2 separate regions of the Rattus norvegicus genome follow, and region 1 is linked to region 2. A link is a contact called in public Hi-C data. All regions are on one chromosome and are shown on one strand. Each heading gives the region's core, a stretch centred on a gene start, on an enhancer-like site or on the middle of the called end of the contact. The rest is flanking DNA. Distances are from core to core; before and after follow the strand shown. Region 1 has its middle 270 kb from the start of Pvt1. Region 2 overlaps Pvt1 (Pvt1 oncogene).

What was found. Hi-C and Micro-C count contacts between places; a contact is called where the count stands out from the background.
Region 1: a contact with region 2 is called in a Hi-C map of liver, with 3 times the contacts expected there. The contact joins two enhancer-like sites. A contact is called at or near these places in 3 of 12 Hi-C or Micro-C datasets (kidney and liver).

The regions. Positions count from the first base shown.
Region 1 is chr7:95,817,800-95,821,761 of GRCr8, forward strand. No RefSeq gene overlaps it. Among named protein-coding and RNA genes, the nearest start is that of Pvt1, 270 kb to the left of the region's middle. Within about 2 kb of position 1,737, at least 10 of the 93 cell types and tissues checked have an H3K27ac peak or open chromatin away from gene starts, as enhancers often do. A contact at or near this core is called in liver, where this site is marked.
Region 2 is chr7:95,729,794-95,733,869 of GRCr8, forward strand. The region is part of intron 3 of Pvt1 (Pvt1 oncogene); the gene reads left to right. Among named protein-coding and RNA genes, the nearest start is that of Pvt1, 190 kb to the left of the region's middle. Within about 2 kb of position 1,613, at least 5 of the 93 cell types and tissues checked have an H3K27ac peak or open chromatin away from gene starts, as enhancers often do. A contact at or near this core is called in liver, where this site is marked.

The sequences.
Region 1 (3,962 bases), core at 487-2,986, 88 kb after region 2:
CACCTGCAGACCTAAGCCTTTTAGTCATGAGGTGGATTTGAGTCTGTGTCATTCTAGACCCTCAGTGTGCGTTGTTCTACAAGACATCCTTTTGGGTTCTTAGGGCTGTGTACATCAATCCCATTTTGTATGCTAACAGAAAATAAAGTTAGAGCAAAAAAGGTGATGCTGTAGTGATGATGAAAACACCAGTTACATTAAGCATTTATTTATTTACTTATTTATTTATTGGTCAGGACCACTGACAGCATCTCATGCAGGGCTAGCCTCATGTAGAGGATATCTCCGTACTGATTTTCATAATTTTTTTTTGTTTTTTCACTTGATTTTCTTTAAGAATTTTGTCTTTGACATTTATGGTACCCCCTCTGTCCTCATGAAGACATACTGTTCTCCTGTGAGAAGAGTCAGCAGAGGACCAAAGAGCACAGCAGCTGACCCTAGGTGAGCAGGGCTGTGATTATTACCAAGCCCCTTGCTTAGCTTGCTAGCCTGGTATGGATGCTGTGAGAAGACAGGGATAGTAGTCTGTGCCAAGCATCTTTCTATGGGTTATTTTAGTTAATAATAATGAATGATAATAATAATAATAATAATAATAATAATAATAATAATAATAATAATAGTGTGGGCAGAGACTGGGACTTTGCCTCTCATCTCTCTAAGTTCTCCTTCCAGATTTCACATGAACTTCCCACGAGAGCAATTGGAAGACATAGTGGATGAAGAACCAGAGAAAATGCACCATCTATGAGACAGCTTGTTGGTTCACATTGCTACTGTGTATTCCTTCAGCTGAGAGAGCAATTCCTTCCAGAACTTTTCTTAATCTTCTGATGGGAAACTGGGATATCCAGACATGAGGAGTATTTTCAACACCCTCCAGTTGCATATATCCTGCTTCCTTCACTGCTTCTGATCCTTACATTTTCTCCTCTTTTCCCCCGTACTCTAGGACTTTTGTACTCAATCTTTGCTAACAACCCTTACCCCCAACTACTAGCTCTACACTGCAGCTTCCTGCTGATTCTTCGGTCCTTTGCCTTAGAGTTTTCTACCTGAAGAGGCCTTGATACACCTCCTGTTTGGAGATTACTCTATGGCTTTCCTCTTCTGTAGCGTCTTCACAGTACCTATTCTGATTTTTAATTCTATCTTAGTTTTTCTATTCATTGCCTGATTTCTCTCACTCAGGCTGTATATTCTACTCTGCAATGGCAATGATGTTTCTACAACCAGCCTTAGTTTGACCCTGTGTCAGGTTCTCAGAAAGTGAATATCAACATTAGATGGGAGAATTCTGGACTAAACAAAGACACTTGTAAGCACGAGGAAAGAATGTCCAGGAATGAAGAAATGATTATTATCTTTTTGGGACTTTGGAAATGAGGAATTATAAGGCAGGGTTTGGGAGACAAAGACAGCAAGGCCTCCAGGCACATCTCTGAAACCCTGTATGCTTTCTAGTTTGGCCATTTCTCCAGTCACAGGCTTCCATGTTGCTGCTGAGGCTGGAATGAATCTCTGGGGACCTTAACCTTGCTTGCAGGGTGCAGTTGCCATGGAGGCTGGAGCCCAGCTGGCGCTTTTCGGAGCTGGCAGGTGGATCAGCCTGCAGCATTTTTTCTTGCCTGGACCCTGGCAGCTCTCAAAGTTTCAAAGCTGGAACACGTTGACCAGAACACCATGACCTTTGGCACAATTTTCTCCTGTCCTCTCCTCTGCTCACAAAGCAGGGAGGAGGAGCCTGGCTTCTTTGCTCTGGCTCCTACTCCCTGCAGGACAGGTTTGTTTTAGATGCAGGGACTAGAGGAAAGGAAGAAAGAAGGGCACACAGGTGGCTGTGCTGTGAGCAGCAGGGGAGCCAGATGGCTTTCTACCCTACTTGGAACTTGAATATTTGGTAAAGTGTGTCAGCCCATTGTATTTTTTTCTCACTTCAATCTGACTCCGACTGTAGCCTGCTACAAGAGGCCCTCTCTGGACTCTGAGAAACTCAGAAGAGGGTTACCTTCTGCCTTGCACCGTGGTTATCCAGCCTTCATGGTGCCACCTCATTATGAATGAGCTGGATTGTGATTTAGTAGCAGTTAGTAAGGCCCTGCTGAGCCCTAGTTATTTCATCTTCAAATGGGGATAATAGAAAGTGTCTAGAACCTTTAAGGTTAGAGCTAGCATGCACAAGGTGTCTGGCATAAGCAGCAGGCATCAATAAATGAATGTTGATATCATTATTATAAACCTCATCTCATTTATCTTTATAGGTTGATAGAACTACTTTAAAATAATTTTTAAACTGGATTTACTTGTGTGTGCGTGTATGTATACATGTACAATAAATATGCCATGACAACAGTTGTGAAGACTAGAGTGCAACATGTAGAAGTTGGTTCTTTCCCTCTACCCTGTGAGTCCTGAGGATCAAACTCAGTTTGTCAAGTCTGGGGTCTAGTGACAATCTCCTTGGACATATTTTGTGGGTCTAATATTATTAATTCTTAGCTGGGGAATCTGAGTCTAGAAGGCCTCCAATACCCTATGGTCTCCATTTCCAAAGCTCAGAATAAAAAGAATAAAAACATTTCTACATTTCCAAGCTTTTTCTCTACATGTGCTTATAAGCTCCTTTCAGTTTATTTACTATTAAATTCTTCCTACTTGGTGTTTATTGCTCATCCTGTATGTATACCTGACACAGGGCCAAGTTATGATCTAGCTATGAAAACATCATTGAACTCGTCTTCATAGAGTGCATAGAGGCAGAGAAATAGTAATCATTAAATAAAGGAACTAAGTTAGAACTAAAAGTCAGAATGGGTACTGTGGGGGAATGGAACAGTGGTAGGAATCATGTCTATTTCACCCCATCTTGGACTCTTTATTTTTATCAGTCCCCCTTCTTTGCCTTGGCTTACTTCTCTAAGAAACAGTAGTCCAATATAGTTTATGCAGTTGGCTTCTGCAATAAGTTTGGAATTCTCTCAATGTTTATTAAATAACATAGAGTACGAAGCATTGCTAGCATCTGCAGAGGGTCTTATGAGGTGTTTTTATGTTAGACATCTGTTTTTGAATCCATACTCCTCCCTTTGTAGCTGAGGATGTCTGTGGCGTCATAGGAGGGGTTGTTCCCTGTGAGTTAAGGCCTTATTAGACGATGCCTTATTTGAGTGGTGGGTTAATTTCTGTGTGTTGTGCTTATGATACTGGCTTTAGTCTCCACTCTGCCATTTGTGAGCTCATTCTGTGTGTCTTTCTTTCTCTATAAAATGAGGATGATTACAACGGTATAATATAATGTGTAAAATCTGCTCATCACAGTGCCTAGCATATGGGAGAATTTGATCAATAATAGATGGTACTATTGAGTTGGAAATACCCATTTTTTGATGTTGACTTTCCTTCTTTTCAGTATGGAACCTGCATAAAATTGGACTTTCAGATATCACTAGAAAACACAAACAAAATCCCTTATCTCTTGGGAACTGGGCAGGGATACAATGTCTTAGGATAAACAGAAACAACAGGGCCCTACGGGTGGTTTTGGTTCAGGACCAAGGACAGTATCCAGCTTGCTCCCTTGCCCTACTATGCTTGTCAATGGAATCTGAGTAGGACAGCCTCAATGCCAATGTTTCTTTGTTGTGCATCAGCAACAAGTTCCTTTGCTCTCTGCACCCATCAACATCCTTCCTCCCAATGCTTTTCTTCCCCTCTTATGTTAAAGAATTCTTTCACAGTAAGAAGTATGGAAGATACGGAGATCCCCTTTGCCATTATCACTTGACTCTTGCAGACACTGACATCCTACAACTATTTCTGCACTTTGCTTTTCTTAAATAAAAGTTTGCAGAGCCCATGGGTCTGCAAAGCCCATGTCTATCACCTTTCTTCTCAGAGCTAATCATAGGTCTCCCTTCTCTCATCACTTCTAGTTCCCCTACATCAGTTCAAGTTCTCCA
Region 2 (4,076 bases), core at 363-2,862:
TTAGGACATTCAGACAAGCAAGAAGAAAACTTTTAAAAAGCTATTTTGCTATTATATGTAGTCATGGGCACACAAATACATCCATGTACTACCTACAGTAGAAGAGCAGTGATGTGTGTGTGTGTGTGTGTGTGTGCAATCATTTGTGTATTCATTGCCACTTCACACGTGTATATCACTCATTTAATAGTCTTATTCCATGTGATGTGGATCTCATATATGAAGTGTTTCATACGTTGTTTATAAAATGTAAGAAATGAGCTCCTGTGTTTGTTAGAGCCAGGTTTGCCACTTGACCTTAGGTGATCGTTTTTTCTTGTCTACACACATTGTTATGGGGAAAATGTGGCAGCCAATAGTCCTTCTTTATCCGTGAGAGTGATGCAGAAGGTGCTGTGATCTACATCCGCAAGATTTTCAGGGTGATTAGAGGCATAGTTGACATCCAGAATTTCCCTGTGAAGGTCTTTGAGGCTCCCAGAGGGAGAACAAGTATCTGAGTTCTGTGAGGACAGGGGACTCCGTTCCCTCACTGGACACTTAATGTAAGTGGGTGTCTATGAACATGGGACACTGTATTAGTTACTTTTCTATAATTGTGATAAAATACCATGACCGAGGCAACTCATGGAGGAAAAAATGTATTTGAGCTTATGGTTCTAGTGTGTTAGAGTCCATCTGTGGAGGCAGAGCTGAGGCAGAGGCAGGATGTGAAGGCTCACATTTCGATCTTCAAACACAAAGAGAAGGGACAGGGGGACTAGAAATGATTCAGGTCCTTTTGCTTGCAAAGCTTACTAATGACACACTTCCTCCAAAAGGTCAAACCTCTTAAATCTCCCCAAACTGTACTAGGAGACCAAGCATTCAAATGCCTTGAGTCATGGGGAAACATTTCCTATTCAAACCATCACAGATGTTATGAGCCCTTTCCGGTCTTGTTTCTTGCACAGTTCCTCATGTAATGCAACATAGTCCCTCACGAGTGCATGCTCAGTGATGGTTATCTTAGAATCCTTTGGCCCCAACCTGCCATCGAGTAAGTATGGTTCTTGTGAACTTGGGACTGTGGAAGTAGACTGCACTCTCCCTTTCGGCCCTCTTGAACTCATTTGTCCCCGTCAGAGGTTAAATTTCCTTGACCCATCACATTGGCAGTGATCTGTCTGCCACTGTTGGTTTAGGAGCTGCTTGAATGTCAGCTCCTACCTGGTACACCTGGAATCGGCACACTTCAGTTGTTCCAAGGCAGAGCCTGTGGCTGGGATAGCACCTGGAACACTTCTGAAGCCTAACACCTCCTCCTTGTGACTCTTCCTGGATTCAGTGGCAGGTGGCTGGTGGTTGGTGGCTGGCAGCTGGCATCTGGTGACTGGTGGTTGGCAGAGTATACAGGGTTGGTATACCTGCCAGCTGGGTCTTTGATCACCATGGGGCTGTCCACCCAGCCCAGCACATTATAGAATACAAAAGCTTCAAAAAGCCGCACAAATAACTACCAAGGAACTGCAGGAAGCTTGTCTGCTGTTTCCTGGCTACAAGTGCGGAGTGTGGGAGGATCCTTGGCATGGGTGACTGGTAGCAGTTGTGGACACAGCATTGACCTTGAAATTCAGCAGAATCTTTGGCCTTTTGGAAGCGTCTGCTGCGCACACTGTACACTGGCTTAAGGGCAAGTTACTCCGAGTAAGTTGGTATAGTTCAAATACCTCTGAAGTGTGTTTCTTTAAGAACAGCAGCAGTAATGACACACAGCAGGTAATATTTATTGAGCACGTGTTCTGATCTGGAGCTCTAGAGTCCTAATACCTGGACTTACCTTTGACTTTCCCCAATCCTGGGTTCATCTGTATTCTGTAAAGACCAAACAGTGGTCATTTTTGTGTCATGGTAGCTATGAACTGTGAATAAAAAGGTCTCCAAACACTGCCATGTCTCCCTGACAAGAGAAGATCCTGTGGCTTAATCCACTGATATCCAACACATCCAACAGTAGAATGCTCTTCTACTGCATCCCATTCCTTCCTTTGTGGAGGACTTTTCCTGATATACATGGATCTGCCAATGTAAGGTTTTCACATGGATTGCTAGAATGACCAAGTTCAGGTCAGTACTAGGTTTTTTAAAAAATACTCTATTAGGGCACAGCTGTGGCTTTTGAAGAAAAGAAGGTTCTGTTGCTCACATACTATTTGAAAAATTGAAAAATGACCTGCAGATGCCAATGAGGAAGTCTTCCAGATGAAGACTTTGTCACTGGAGTAAACATACTCTGTTATCTGACAGTATGTCTGGACTTGGCTCAAAATGCCCGTGGAAGTTCCTTTGAGCACCAGGCTGCAGTAGGAGTCCCAAGCCCATGTCCTTACTCAAGCATGAGCCATCTTGATGCTTAACTAGTCTTAGTTTTTATTTGCCACCTGCCTGGACATTCTCTGGTTATGAGGATGCTGCAGTGGGCAACAATACGACCAGTACCCTAATGGGACCTAGACCAACCGAGGGGAGGCTGAGGAAAGCGAAGTGCAGTTTCTGTTGCGATTATTGGCTAAGAAGGAAGATAACATCTTAACAAATACAAGTGTGGAGGTCTCAGAAGTAAAATCTCCAGGGCAGTAACTAAATCACCCTTCTGTTAGCCATGGATACCTCACTTGCACCTGTTCTGTATAGGAAGGATAATAATAGATTTCTTTTCCTCAATATCTTCTCTAAGGCATTAGAACAGAGCCTGCTGATCCTGATGCTTTGTGTGCAGTGCCCTCTGAGGAGGAGCAAGGGAATAGGTGGGTGTAGAGAGCCCTGCTTGCTGGGAGTTTTGCTGGGGTACCCCAAGCTCCTCTTCATGGTTGTGGCAATCTTTCTTCCCTTTGGCCTCTGTCAAATGCATTCCCTCTCTCTGTCTTTGCTCTGTGCAATTCTTCCGACCATCAGAGTATGAAATCTTGGCTGCAGAGTTCATAGCAGTTCTAGGTCACCTGCTCCAGTTCTTTTTACCTCCTTTCCTGGCCTGACCTGATCATCTTTCTCTCCGATCTTCCCTTCACTGGCCTCTCAACTCCTTTTCCCCTTTTTGATCTAGTTCAGAGAATACTCTGCATTGCCACCTGCCTTAGACATTCGCCAAATCCAAACATATCACCTGTCTCCCTCACCTGTACCTACTCCATTGCAGTACTCTATTCCCTCCATTGTCCTCATGTTAGTGCCTGCCATCCACCTTTGGACCAGGACTATAAGATATCTTGTGAGCAGTCCCTATCTTCCAGATAGGTAGGTTTTCGGAAATGGCCTGTCTGGGCGAGTTAAGATAGACAGTTAGGGAGGGGACACATAGTCTAAAAGAACAAAAAGAAAGCCGCTCAGGGAGCAGAAGGGGGCAGGGTAAGAAGTTTGGTTCTTCTCTTATTGAGACAGTGTTAAACAGGCTATTGTGTAGCAGATGGACAGGAATCTGCCAGTGTGAAGCATCTGGGCCACTCAGCAGGATGTTGGAAACACCAGGCTGTTGTAGATATGGAGAGAAGATACTGAGTGGTAGGAGAAGGCACTGGGAGATGCCTTGGGGTTCAGAATGAATACCCAGTGTGCAGTCTGCTGGTGGTTGGGATACGAAGTGTCGGGGAGTGAAGGATTAATCTCATGCATTTAGAGACCTGAGTGGCTACCTAGAATCAGAAAGAAGAGTGTGATTGTTTTGTGTGTGTGTGTGTGTGTGTGTGTGTGTGTGTGTGTGTGTGTGTTTCAAGTATGGGGTGGGATTCTTATGTCTGGAACTCTAGTGAGAGGGCCCAAGGAAAATGAATATTTGTGCAGATGAAGAATCACTGTTTGCACCTTGTACAGGACGGTGAGTTCTATATCACCCTAGCTAGGGCAGGGTACCCAGACATTGATCAAATACCGGTCTAGTTGTCATGGAGAAAGTAGGCATTTTGTTTATGGACTGTTTTTTCTTTTCTTTCTTTTGTTTTTGAGACTCTCACACATGAGTACAATTCATTTTGATTTCATCTACTCCTCCCTTGTCCCCCACATATCCCACATTCAAAGTCATATCTTCTATTATTTCTAAT